Regions from separate parts of the Mus musculus genome. Here regions 1, 2 and 4 are each linked to region 3. The links are chromatin contacts, called in public HiCAR-type and promoter capture Hi-C maps. All regions are on one chromosome and are shown on one strand. The core of a region is the stretch at or near the end of the contact, and the rest is flanking DNA. Distances in the headings are between cores, read along the strand shown.

What was found. Promoter capture Hi-C pulls out the DNA fragments that hold promoters and counts their contacts. HiCAR-type assays count read pairs that join an accessible place to other places.
Region 1: a HiCAR-type map of astrocytes shows a contact between it and region 3, with 2.7 times the contacts expected there. The contact joins the promoter of Cacnb4 here to the promoter of Rprm in region 3. A contact is called at or near these places in 2 of 39 promoter capture datasets (embryonic stem cells and hippocampal neurons) and 2 of 115 datasets of contacts at active chromatin or transcription factors (astrocytes and embryonic forebrain).
Region 2: a HiCAR-type map of astrocytes shows a contact between it and region 3, with 4 times the contacts expected there. The contact joins the enhancer-like site here to the promoter of Rprm in region 3. A contact is called at or near these places in 7 of 39 promoter capture datasets (the C10 cell line, cranial neural crest, hippocampal neurons and 3 more), 1 of 15 datasets of contacts at CTCF or cohesin (embryonic stem cells) and 1 of 115 datasets of contacts at active chromatin or transcription factors (astrocytes).
Region 4: a promoter capture Hi-C map of hippocampal neurons shows a contact between it and region 3, with 4 times the contacts expected there. The contact joins the enhancer-like site here to the promoter of Rprm in region 3. A contact is called at or near these places in 3 of 39 promoter capture datasets (cranial neural crest, hippocampal neurons and stem cell-derived epiblast-like cells) and 1 of 115 datasets of contacts at active chromatin or transcription factors (astrocytes).

The regions. Positions count from the first base shown.
Region 1 is chr2:52,674,592-52,677,907 of GRCm38.p6, reverse strand. Cacnb4 (calcium channel, voltage-dependent, beta 4 subunit) reads left to right here and starts at 1,299. Exons shown (of 14, transcript NM_001037099.2): 1 at 1,299-1,637; 2 at 2,097-2,180. The coding sequence starts at 1,578. Gm46740 (a long non-coding RNA gene) reads right to left here and starts at 1,127. Exons shown (of 2, transcript XR_001783304.2): 1 at 614-1,127.
Region 2 is chr2:53,077,655-53,080,992 of GRCm38.p6, reverse strand. All of the region lies in intron 9 of Fmnl2 (formin-like 2), which reads right to left. Among named protein-coding and RNA genes, the nearest start is that of Gm52511, 71 kb to the right of the region's middle. Within about 2 kb of position 1,667, at least 11 of the 459 cell types and tissues checked have an H3K27ac peak or open chromatin away from gene starts, as enhancers often do. A contact at or near this core is called in astrocytes, where this site is marked.
Region 3 is chr2:54,083,666-54,086,907 of GRCm38.p6, reverse strand. It overlaps Rprm (reprimo, TP53 dependent G2 arrest mediator candidate), which reads left to right and starts at 1,356. Exons shown (of 1, transcript NM_023396.5): 1 at 1,356-2,815. The coding sequence starts at 1,604. The coding sequence ends at 1,933.
Region 4 is chr2:52,815,908-52,818,991 of GRCm38.p6, reverse strand. No RefSeq gene overlaps it. Among named protein-coding and RNA genes, the nearest start is that of Fmnl2, 40 kb to the left of the region's middle. Within about 2 kb of position 1,446, at least 2 of the 459 cell types and tissues checked have an H3K27ac peak or open chromatin away from gene starts, as enhancers often do. A contact at or near this core is called in hippocampal neurons, where this site is marked.

The sequences.
Region 1 (3,316 bases), core at 50-2,549, 1.4 Mb after region 3:
ACATACTTCAGAGCTCTGATGCTGAAGTGGAGTGCAAGTCAGGGACGAGCAGTAAATGGGCCTGCCTGCTCTCTGGCTTTGCAAAGAGAAATCAATTTGGAGGGAGGAGTTTTGGAGTGTGGGTATGTCCAAAGCAAGCAGGAAGCCTAGTTTGCAGATCACAGACTTTGGGCTTTACCTCAGAAAACAGTAAATTGAGGAAAGTGGTTTTGGAGAAATGGCTTTGCCTGAGTGTAGATGGACTGTGCTTGGTGTGTGTGTGTGTGTGTGTGTGTGTGTGTGTGTGTGTGTGTGTGTTCGTGTGCGCGTGTGTGCATGTGTGCGTGTGCGTGTGTGTGTGTGTGTGTGTGTGTGTGTTTGTGCGCACAGGGAGCTTGGAGGCAAGACTAGTTTTAGGACCCAAGTTTAGATGAAGTGAAGATGTGGGTCTGTAAAGAAAGTGTGTAATGGATGGGAAAATAAACGTGACACTTGTTTTTATAAGTGAAACACTAGATTGCAGGGTGAGGGGGGCTGATTTAGTGGCTTTATGTCTACTTCTATTTTTACTATGCATCTCTGCGGCTGTAACTATAGTTAGGATTTATTTTCTTGAATTCACATATTTGCCCACCTCTTTTGATTACTTCAAATTTCTTCCTTCTAGGATCCTCTTGCTTTGAACTTGATCTCAAACACAGCATGTGTTTGCAGCCGGAAAAGCTAGGTTGAGTTTCTTCTCCTGGAAACAGCTATACCGAATTGGAGGCACGTGGCCAACTCCTGCTTTTTAGCAGGTTTGACGTGACCTTCAAAACTCCTTAGGACATGCTGGTCTCCGGTGGTGGGGCTGCATCTCCAGTCAGACTCTGACTGACAGGCTCTCCCACGCCTGCCTAGGTGTGTATAACTTGCATCTCTGAGAGTAGAGTTGCTCAAACAATAACAATAACAAACAAAAACAAAAAAACCACTAATAAAAAGCAAACACACACACACACACACCCTGTGCCTTACCATCCCTGTGTGGGATGATGAGGAAAGTCAAGGAAGGAGGAGTCAGTCCTGTCCTTTTCAAATTGGAGTTCTGGGACACACACACACACACACACACACACACACACACACACACACACACACACACACACACGCACGCACGTTCCGCTCTGCCCACTCCCTGCAACACTGCACCAGCTTCCCTCCCTAAGTCCTGATTCATGAACCGTGCCACCTTTGTCTCATTTTAAACTGTGCAGACTATTTTAATCCTCCCACCCCCAGCTCAGATTTTCCCCTCCCTCCATCCTCTGGAAAGCTGCGCTGTAAAGCGCTCGCGGGGTGGGAGAGCACTTCTCCCCGAGGCTCGGGAAGGCGACAACCGAGAAGCCCCCTCTCCTGGACCTCCAGGAGGGCGCGGGGGGGGGGAGGGAAGCGCTTCGGCCCCTTTAAGGTGCGGCGCTCGGCGAAGTGCGGGCAGGCGGCCCGCGAGCCGGCGCGGGGCCAGGAGCCGGGTAGGGAAGTCCTGCCTCCCCCTCCACCCGCACCGGCCCGCGCCCTCCGCCCACCGCGCTGCGAGGGCCATGCGGCGCCTCTGAACCATGTCGTCCTCGTACGGCAAGAACGGGGCGGCGGACGGGCCGCACTCCCCCAGCTCACAGGTACCGCCCCCTCCTCCACCCGCGCCGCCCCGCGCCCCGCCTTGGTGCCGCGAGTGCGGGGCGCTGGTCCTGAGCCGCCGCTCCCTCCTCCGCGCCTCCCGCCCGCCCGCCTGCCCGCTCCTCCCCCTCCTCCTCCCCTCCTCCTAGCCCTGCTCCGGGGCTCAGCGCTCCGGCTTCAGTGTCCGCAGCCTCCTGTCGCCGATGCCGGGGATTCAGACCCCGCACACGCGACGTTTTGTTAATGGATGTGGTGGGTGCTCGGGACCACCCAGCTCGGGGTGAGGGATGGGGGTGGGGGCGCTGGGAGGCGCCGGGGAGACTAGGGTTCGGGGCTCGGGGCGAGAGGGGGGGGGGTCCCCAGGGCGCGGTTCCCAAGGAGGACTCCAGCCCCGGGTGACCGCTCGGCTCAGCGCTGCGGTCCTCACTGGCTTCTTTGTGGCCCCGGTGTGTCGAGTTCAGGTGGCCCGAGGCACCACGACCCGGAGGAGCAGGTTGAAAAGATCGGATGGCAGCACCACTTCTACCAGCTTCATCCTCAGACAGGTAGGAGGTTCGGGCGCCCGGAGCCCGCACCCAGCGCGGTCCCTCGCCCCCGAGCGCGAGTCCGGTCTGCGCCGCTCGGGGCTCGGTCCTTGTCCCTCTGCTTCATGCTGCCCTGTCCTGGGGTCCAGCCGCCCCTACCTCTGCTTCCAACTCCATCCCTCTGCTGGTACCCTGGCTACCTAGTGTTGGCATCCCTACATCTCTCTGTCGCTCCGAGAAGTTAGTTTGTATTTTGTGTACTTGCGTTGGAGAGGAAAAGGGACATTGGCCGGGGACACTGAATTTAAGAGCTAGAAAGTATTCCTGGCCCACCTTCGTTGCACAGAGGGACCTTGAGAGACCTGATTTGATGCGCTGTGAGAGTTTGAGGGTTTCTCCAATCTTTGTCCTATTTTTGAATACTTTGCACATTTTTGAGCGAGTTCTCTGAGTTCTGGCCAAAAGAAAGACACTTAGAAAAGTTTAGTCTCATCTTGGCACTGCTTCATCGATTTCGCGTAATCACGGACTGACAGGGACAGCGGTCTAGTGAGACCTAAATAAGACAGCGCGGGCGCAGTTCCCAGGGTCTGGCTGAACCTCGCGCTGGCTTTCCCGTGTTTTCCTCGTGGCCAGAGGCAAGTAGTTCGAACCGCAGGTCGCTAGCAATGCTCAGTTCTCTGGTGTCTGTCACTTTGAGGAAGGAAATCGACCCTCTGATTTTGCACTACCCAGTGCTGCCAATAAAACCTCCGGAGCCGCAGGATGCCGGAGAAGGAATGCACAAGTGGCTCACCTTGATCTTTCTCTGGAGTGTGTTTTTCCCAGGTGACTTAGGCAGACTTTGGTCACTGCCCCAAGACGCTTTTATCCCAGGTTCTGCCCTGGACTGCTGGAGCGACCTTGAGAAATACTTTTCTCTCTAGGTCACCCAGAACGTGGTGTCCTGAGATTCTAACTTACTATGGCAGCCGCGGTGGTTTTTTTTTTTTTTTTTTTTTTTTGATAATTAGTTTAAACATATTTTCAAAGTAGAACATGATTTAGACTCAAAATTGGACTCTGACAGCGCTTAAAAGGTCTATAAAGCATATTTGGGTAATATTTCTACGAACATTTGTACTTTCTGCAGAAACAGAAATTATGGCTATCATTCT
Region 2 (3,338 bases), core at 418-2,917, 1.0 Mb after region 3:
ACCACTCACTTGGAAGAAGTAGAATCACCCTCGCATCAATCACAAAGTTCATCAAGCCTTTTATTATAAGGAGATCAATCATTGTCATGAACAAAGAGGAGAAACAAGTAAAATCTTAGGTAATCCCCTACAGCTCCTAAGGCAAACGTGATGCTTGGGACTGAGTGACAACATGCCTGCACGGAGAGAGGTCTAGTGAAGCTCAAATACTGGATGTGTTATCAGTGGAAGTGTTTCCAAAGGGGACTAAGTGGGGGGGGGGGGGGGGAGCCCCACCCTGAATATGGGTTGTACCATCCAATAGGCTAACATGAAAAAGAAGTGAACTACTAGCACCATTCTTGCTAAGTATGAATATATTCATAGTATAGCCGCTGCTGCCATCCAGACATTACACTCCAGCTTCTCTGGATTTTCAGTATGGACTCAACACAAACAGTTCTCTAGGGAGCTCTAGACACTAGATGCCCTGTCAGCTATATCTCCACTGAGAGACCCTAGAGACAACAGAAGTGGAGACAGTCTCAGACATCTCAGTATGAACACTGACCCCATAGAACCAGAGAGCTTCGTAAACCTACTGCTAGGGTGGTATGCTATCCATTCACAACCACCACGTAAACAAAACCATGTAGCAGTGCTAATAGCACATTTGACTTTGCTACCCATACCCAAGAGAACAGAGCAGCCAGAGGTGTCCTGGTAAATTAGATAATCCAGTTCATGGCTGACATAATGGAACACATACAAACTCTAGGACTACATCTCCCATGGCTTGAGAGTAGTCTTTGTACTGAATACAAAAGTACTACTCCTTCCATGTTTAAAATATTTAGTACTTCCAGAGTTACTTGGATGGCTCCTGCTACATTTATAGCCCCCATGCCCTCAAATACTGATGAGGTCAATGAAATTAAACTCAGAGGGATTCTGGGAACACATCAAAATGTCTGTTCTTCTTCCTGTCCAGTTTGGACCACTGTGAATAACACTTGACAGGCTTTCTTAAATCAAGTTAATAATGCATAGTACGAGTGCTTTCAGATGCCCAGTAGCTAAACCACAATCAGCCTTCTTAGGAAAATTTCTAGCAGTGTGGAGGGGGGACAAGGGCTACTGCCAAAAGTCTTCTATACAAGAGAGCTGGTGGCCTTGAGTGACTCATTTTAGAGGGCTTGTGTGTCTATACTGGAAGTTCAGAAGTGGGGAGGCGTTAGGGTGTTTACTAACCTAACTACAGCTTTTGCCCTAAACCAGATGTTACCAGTATAAAAGCAGTTGGAGACAGTTGTAACTGATCTGGAATCCTGAGGGTTTTCAGGGATACCTTAAAGCATCCTGGGAGACTTGATGGCTCAAAACCCTCACGGTTTTATCAGTGGTGTTACTGTAGTAGGCTGCTCTATTGTAGTATTCTATTCTTGGATACTTCTGCTATGACACCAAATGGAAACTTTCTTTGGTATATTTTGGAGTACCTTTTAAAAGTAGAGCAATTTCTCAACTATACCCAAGATAAAAGGGGGGGGGGGGGGGTGAAAGGAGGAAGGGTAAGGAAAAAGGGAAGAGGGTCTAGGTTGAAAACTTGTAGGAGATGAACTAGAACCTTTCTGAATCTACAGCGAGGGCTGGTCAAGGCCCTTCACAGTTGGCAGGACTTTATGAGCCCATGGGTTTCTTGGCAAGGTCAGTGATGTTTGGGAGAAAAGAACACCAAACAGCTGAGAGAGCACCTCTCAAGGATGAATGTGTAGGCTATTCGTGGGCTAGCCACACCAGCAATGCCTGCCCACGTCTAAGGCTAGCCACACCAGCAATGCCTGTCCATGTGTAAGGCTAGTGACACCAGCAATGCCTGTCCATGTGTAAGGCTAGCGACACCAGGAATGCCTGGCCAGCTCTAAGGCTGGTCTTTAGGCTTCTTGTCCTGTCTTTGTCTCCTGTTCTCCTTCATCTACCTTCTCTTCGGTATGTTAGAATCTGTTTCTTACAAAAAAGACACTGAACTAATATGAACACCAAAAGTATTCCTGATTCCAAAAGTATTTTTTTTCCTATCTCACAGACTAAATGCTCAAAAAAATATATATAGCCATGCAACTTAGACAGAACTTCAAGAAGATGGCTACATGTCTTTTCATATGGATAAAGGAAACAATGAGGAGAAACAGATGGCCCCTTATTCTCACCCTGGTCCTAGTTTTAGGGGCATAAATTTTCATGAGGGAACACTTCAACACCAAACCAGATGTGTTGATTTCTTTTACTTAGTTGTACTTAGAGCAAAGAATTTGCAGAGTGCCATAGTTGGCAATTAACAAGCTAATCTTCAACTATTCACACCCTTGCTATAGATACAAGTTACAAGCAGCCATAAGACATTGTATCACTGAAACTCACCATCATACACAAGTGATTGCTCAGTAATGCTGGCCTTAGACCCTACTTCATCACAATAAGCCAATGGCTTTTTTTCCTTTAAAGATTTATTTATTATTATAAATAAGTATACTGTTGCTGTCTTCAGACACACCACAAGAGGGCATCAGATCTCATTACAGGTGGTTGTGAGCCACCATGAGGTTGCTGGGATTTGAACTCAGGACCTTTAGAAGAACAGTCAGTGCTCTTAACTGTTGAGCCATCTCGCCAGCCCAAGCCGGTAGTTCTTGATCTTCCTAATGCTACAACACTTTAATACAGTTCCTCGTGTTGTGGTGACCCCCCCCCCACCCCAAGCATAAAATTATGTTTGCTGCTACTGCATAACTTATGGTTTTGCTATAGTTATGAATCATAAATATTTTTAGAGATAGTAGATTGCCAACAGCGTCTCAACCCACAGGTGGAGAAAAACTGCGATCAGCAATATCCTATAAAATTGTGTTAATATCCTTCAAATTTCATTAACTTGTATATTCTCTATTCCTAAGCAAAAACTTTAGATGTGAAGGTAAGACTCTTTTGAAAACAAAATGAGGACAAGCAAGATGTTTGGTAAAAATGCTTGAAACTCAAGCCTGGTAACTGAGGTCAATAACAGGAAGCTGAAATAGAAGAAAAGAATCAGCTCCCATAGTCTGTCCTCTACCCTTCACATCTCCACCATGATGTGAGCATTGCTTTGAAGTCTCCACCCACCCTCACCCTCACTCTTCTGATCTGGCTCTCATACACACTCACAGTAGTAATAATAATAATAATAATAATAATAATAATAATAATAATAAAACAACTTAAAAAGAACAGAGCAGTGACCTGGTGGTGACTGAATCCAGGGTCTGTGTATGCTAATCACGTGTTCTGCCGAGCCACATATCACCATTATTCATATGTTT
Region 3 (3,242 bases), core at 107-2,606:
CTAGAAGAAACTGAAACTTCAAAAAAAAAAAAAAACTTGCCTAAAAGGCTCTCCTTTGTGCTTGAGGGATGGCAGCACGTTACAAGGATGCCAATAATGCCAGTACATTCAGAGGATCTGAATGTGGAATGAGTGATTCTTACAGAGGGAATTTAACAAGCAAGCATGGTGTAATTAGAAGGCTCTGTGCATGCCTATCATCACCAAAGTCAGGATTCTAAGGCTTTGATTGACCGATTCAAGGGACAGGAGAAAAGGGAAGGAGAAGAGAGGATCCTGTATCTTCTGGAGTCTAAAACAAAGTAGAAGTGGCCTGTGTGTAAGGCTCCTCTGGTAGCACTTATACCCAACAGCCACTATGGACTGAGTGTCTGCAGCTCCCCGAAATGCCTGCAGATTGCCTTGTGGTGAGGAAGGCAGGGTGGGTGGGAGCAACAGCTTCTGGAGGGAGGCGCCCAGCTGCTGGCCGACATTCTAGCTGATGGATGTAGATGAGCAATTCCCTTAAACCACTGATTTTCTGCCAAGGACAGAAAACACTGGAAGCTCATCCAAAAACTCCTCCGCAATTAAAGTGGCAATGAAGTGGTTGGTCACTCTGCCCACCTCCCTTAACAGAGAGGTGACCCTGTTCTTGGTAACCACCTCCACACACAAACCACAAAGAGAGCAAGCACCTCCTTAGACCTGCGCCTTGCCTGGGCCTCACAGCTCACTACAAACCCCGCTTTACTACACACGTAAGAGCTTTCCAAGTAGGGTGCGGACGTAGCTCTTTTATGATTTCTAAGGTTTTCCTCCATTCTCCCTTCCTTAAAACAACAATAACATCAGCAACACCCCCTACTTAAAAAAAAAAAAAAACGGGGGTGGGGGTGGGGAGAGAAGAAATTCCCAGTCTTCCCACCTGCCTTGTCTTCCAATACTCCACCAGAAAGCTTACAAGAACAGGCAGCAGCCAAACACAGGCAGCAGGCCAGTACCTTGACCAGCGCCATCTGGTACCTGTCCACCTTACATCTGCTCAGAGGTGATAGGGTGGCTTCGAAGGACACACTTAAGAGAGGGTGTGATCCGGGTCCTCTGCAACTTTCAGCCTTTCTCTCCAAGTTCTTTACTTGCTCTTCAGATCAGGAGTGCATAGTGAACCCTGCCTAGCCCTTGGAAATGCAGAAGGCACAAAGCCTGCTGCTAGGTTAGCTCCTATCTTAGCCGCCCCTCTAAGCCGAGCGGGCGCAGCAAGGCTCTATCACCAGCAGGGGCCGCTGTTCGCTTGGAGCAGGAGCCGGGCCACCGCCAAGGCCCGCGCCTCCCACGGCCCCTCCGGCCCAACCCGCCAAGTTCCAAGAGCTCCCAGTCGTGCGAGCGCCGGGAACGAGCACTGCCTGGGCAGAACACAGCGCACAGGAGCCAGCTTGCGGCGCGCCCTGAAGAGGTTCTTGAGACACTTACGGACCTGGGACTTTGAAAGGGAGACTGAGGAGCCCTGCGCGCACAAGTGATCAAGCCAGCGCTCCGCCGGGCACCTGTTCGTCCCGCGCTACAGCCACTCTGGTCCCCACCCCTCCGATCCTCGCCTTCCCGGCTCCCGCTTGCTCTCGTGATGAATTCAGTGCTGGGCAACCAGACCGACGTGGCTGGCCTGTTCCTGGTCAACAGTAGCGAGGCGCTGGAGCGCGCGGTGCGCTGCTGCACCCAGGCGTCGGTGGTGACCGACGATGGCTTCGCCGAGGGAGGCCCCGACGAGCGCAGCCTGTACATCATGCGTGTGGTGCAGATCGCAGTCATGTGTGTGCTCTCGCTCACTGTGGTTTTTGGCATCTTCTTCCTTGGCTGCAACCTGCTCATCAAGTCCGAAGGCATGATCAACTTCCTAGTGAAGGACCGGAGGCCGTCTAAAGAGGTGGAGGCAGTGGTCGTGGGACCCTACTGAGTGGCCCTCGGGTCCCCCTCGGCGGGTGCCTCCCTTCTGGCACCTCCAGTACTCCGCCAGCCGCGATGCACCCCTCACCATCACGGACCGAGCAACGCAAACCTGTCGGAGTCAGTTTTTTTCTCTTGACTTCTGCCTTTGGGGAAAAAGTGACCGATTTCTGATAGCTCTTCGAAAGGCCCCAAGCAAGACTGTACAGGAGGAGCGCCCAGACTTCGGGATACAGCAGCAGGTGGCAAAAGCAGGGCGCAGAACTTTGGGAGTGGCTGCTGGCGTGGGATACTGGGAGATGAACCAGGCGGCGAAGGCCCCTTTCCACCTGCAGGTGGGCTCAGCACTGGGGACAGCTTGAGAGGCCGAGCAAGGCGGGGTGTGGATGGGTGTGTATTCAGAGGCCCAGTGACCGGAAAAAGTGACTGTTTATTCGCCACGCTGCAGACCTAATTGGGAAGGAACATAGATGCGTGTGGGTTTTGCGACCTACTAAGAGAGTGAAACTTTGATCGATAGTAACCTGTGGTTTTAGGGGATTTGTGTTAGTTTGCTTGAATACAAATATTTGATAAGTCTTTTGTGTCCTAGTGGCCTGTTTGCCTGCCTGCGGGTTAGAGTTTTTTGTCATTCTGGGAGAACGGGTGGGGGGAGGGGAGTCTGAGACTGTGAATGGGGTAAGTGCTTTCTTTTAGTGCATTTCCAGCTGGGTCTTTATGGGAGGCTAGCGCTCCAGCTACGCCCGGGACAAAGATCCAGAGTAGAATTCTTAGCTCCTGTCTGCACGGTTTACGCCACAAAAGTGCTCTTGATATCCGTGACACCGTTTGACTCTTTTTCTTATTTAACATTTCCTTAATAAATGCAACATTTAAGTGTTTTGTTTCTGGCTTCCTGGTAGTCATTCTGTTCTCCTGGAGGAGGGGAAGGTCGGCTGCGCAGCTTCTGGGTCCCAGCCAGAAGGTTTCGCCTGGCCATAGCTGCGATTCTACTTCATAGATCCTTAGATCCATGGAGGGGAGGAGGGGCTGGACAGAGAGCCCAGGGATTTGTGACACACACGAAGCCCCAGGCATAAAAGCCATCTCGAAAACAGCGGCCTTTGTTTTCTCGCATATTTATGATTTAAAATTTCATTTCGTTTCGAATGTCAGGTAGGTTCTCGCGGGAAATTACACTTCCGTGCCAGGCTCCTCGGGGAACTCTAGGTTACCCCGCTAATGAAAGGAGGAGACAGCCAAGCCAGTCTTTAGGGAGAGCATCTTTTCCCCTACCCACGTCAGCAGGAAGGCAAGGGGATGTTGCCCCAGAAAAAGAA
Region 4 (3,084 bases), core at 197-2,696, 1.3 Mb after region 3:
GCTCTTAGCATGTGAAAATAGGGATAATTTGTCTCCACCTCTATTTGTATTCCTTTTATTTCTTTTGTCTTATTGCTATAGCTAAGACTTCAAGTACTACCTTGAATAAGGTGAGAGAAAGTACATGCTTGTCGTCTCAGGGCTGATTTTAGAGGAATTGCTTTGTGATTTGCCACCTTTTCTTTATTCATTTCTCTCTTCTTGGACACCTAAGTTGGTTCTATAGTTTAGCTAATGTGAATAATGCTACAGTATACATTGATAGGCAAGTATCTCTGCGATATACTGACTTTTAGACCTATCTAAGCTACTTTTCTATTATTGTGATAAAACACATGACCAAGACAACTTATAAAAGAAAGTGTTTGACTGGGGGCTTGCTTATAGGTTCAGAGGGTGAGTTTCTGACCATCATGGCAGGGAACACAGCAGCAGGCAAGTAGGCATGGTGCTGAGAGCTTTCACTTGATCCACAAGAATAAGCAGAGAGAGGAGGCAAACTGAGAATGGCATGGGCTTTGGAAGTCTCAAAGTCCACTCCCAGTGACAAATTTCCTCCAAGGCCACACCTGCTAATCCTTCCCAAGCATTTCCACTAACGGGGGACACAACATTCAAATATATAAGCTTTTGGATCCAGTCTCATTCAAATCACCACAATATCCAGAAGTGGTATTTGGATCATATGGTAGACCTATTTTTAGTTAGTTTGTTTTTTGTTTTTTTTTTTTGGGGGGGGGGCGGGTGTTGAGACAGGGTTTCTCTGTGTAGCCCTGGCTGTCCTGGAACTCACTCTGTAGACCACCAGGCTGGCCTCGAACTCAGAAATCCGCCTGCCTCTGCCTCCTAAGTACTGGGATTAAAGGCGTGCACCACCACTGCCCGGCTATTTTTAGTTTTTTGAGGAAGCTCTATACTCATTTTCTCAGTGACTGAGACTAGCTTATTTCATTTCCAACAGTGATGTGTAAAAGTTCACATTGCCCATATCCTTTACTACATCATATTTTTGTACATAAATTGGCTTTCATCTTTATCATTTATATACCAAATAATTGTTCTGAGTGAATTTGTTCCTTAAAATTTGAATGTTGCCTTATTGTAAGCAGGTATAAATAATAACTGTATAGCAATCTATAGTTGACCAATCTGAAGTAGGCTGGTAGAAATGCGTGTAGAGTTGTGTTGGAACCTAAGCCAGGGAAGAGAAGATGCTATTGCTGTGGAAGTCAGTGGGAGAGTCAGAGTGAGATACAAAGTCCAGCTGTGAGATGAAAGGGAAAAAAAGAGATTGGAACAGGAAGGGCAGGTAGAGGTTCATGGGTAAAGTGAGCAGGCAGGCAAAGGACAGTACAGCCAGCCAAAGCAGTGTACTAATCTAAGCTGCAGCCCTAGGGGAGTCAGGAGTTCTCTGCCTATTCTTCCTAGATACACATACCAGGCACCAGATGACAGGTGGGCGTGGAACTATAGTCATTGCAGTGCTAGGTGCCCACTGCTTTATGGGGCACAGATGAAGGGGCTATTCCTTCTCCTTGGTCTGGCATGCCTGTTCAGTTTTGGAGCCAGGTTTCTCTGATTTTAATATGCCCATGTAACCTTCTAGTCTCAATTTACCTTAAGGAATGTATCAACTGTCACCTTTTCTATTCACACAAATGAGTCCTTTATCAATTGTGCTCTATGGGTGGTATTGAACAGATGGGAGGTATCACCCTCAAAAGGGAATCAAAAGCTGCTTGTAAAATGAAGTCACTCAGAGCAAAGTACAGACTGAAAATAAAAAAACCCAAACAACAAAACATCTCTGCTTTGTACAATCTTTCCTTGATCGCACACCCACAGAATTGTTCCATCAGCTAAGGATCAAGTGTTCAAACACATGCACCTCTGCGGTGCCCATCACTTTCAAACAGTAGATGTGTCTATGGATTAATAGTCCGTACTCTGTACTCTGTTCTCTCTCTCAACTTCCCCACCACTTCTCTATATATTTTCTTGTCAAGTCAGTTGAAGTTTATCCTTAAATGCATGGCATAATGAGCATACATGACTTCCCTAGAGCATAAATATGATGGTAGACTAGCATTTTAATGTGTGTCTGGCATCAAGAAAAATGAATTCGTGTGCATACAAATTCTCACCATTTTTCTTGATGCCAGATACACATTCCATACAATTTATTAAGGGTCACAAAGATGAGAGATCAGGTACAGAGGAGGCCAGTAAACGGTCCAAAATCATCTTGGGGTTAAAGATGGCCTCCAGGATAACTTGGCTCTGAATTTGCAACATTCCACACTCTCAACATCATTGAAAAAATGTTATATATTACATTGTTCTATACAGTTATATATTATGTATATATTGCACATGTGCATAAATATATAGATATAAACTGATGAGTCCATTCAGTGTTGCACGTACATGATTTCAGGGCCGACTATTTTTAGTACTAGATAATCCACAAGGGGGCTATTACGTGGGGGAAGACTATTTCTACCTTTCTCAACATCACTTAGTTGCTTGTAGTTCTTTGTCTATGAATGGGTGAGTTTCTTCTTCCATATATTTATAGATTTGAGTTTCACAGGTGTGCTATCGGTGTGCCTGATACCAGTGGAGTCCAGAAGAAAGCATCAAATACCCTGGAACTGGAGTTACAGATAATTGTGAGTGGCCATGTGGGTGCTAGAAATTGAAACCAAGTCCTCTGAAAGAGAAACCAGCCTTTCCAGCAGCTGAGCCATTTTGCCAGCCCTTTCTCCATGCTCCCATACTTAGACATACACTTTAAGTCACTGCATTCTCTAACAGTGCCATAGATCACTGAGAAATGGAGCCTCACCAACTAGCCAAGCTCTTGAATACTAGATTTTTCTATTCATCTTCTTAACACTTTATCACCTTGCACCTCCAAAACCCTGACAGCAACATGTGCCCAACAACAAATAGCCTGAAGTCTCAGCCTGTAAGTTTTTAAAGGCACAACAGTGTCTTACGTTTAACTTAATTTCTTATGCCTAGCACAGATCCAACAAGTATTGATGCATGTCAAGATATCAGATAACCAGATATCAGATA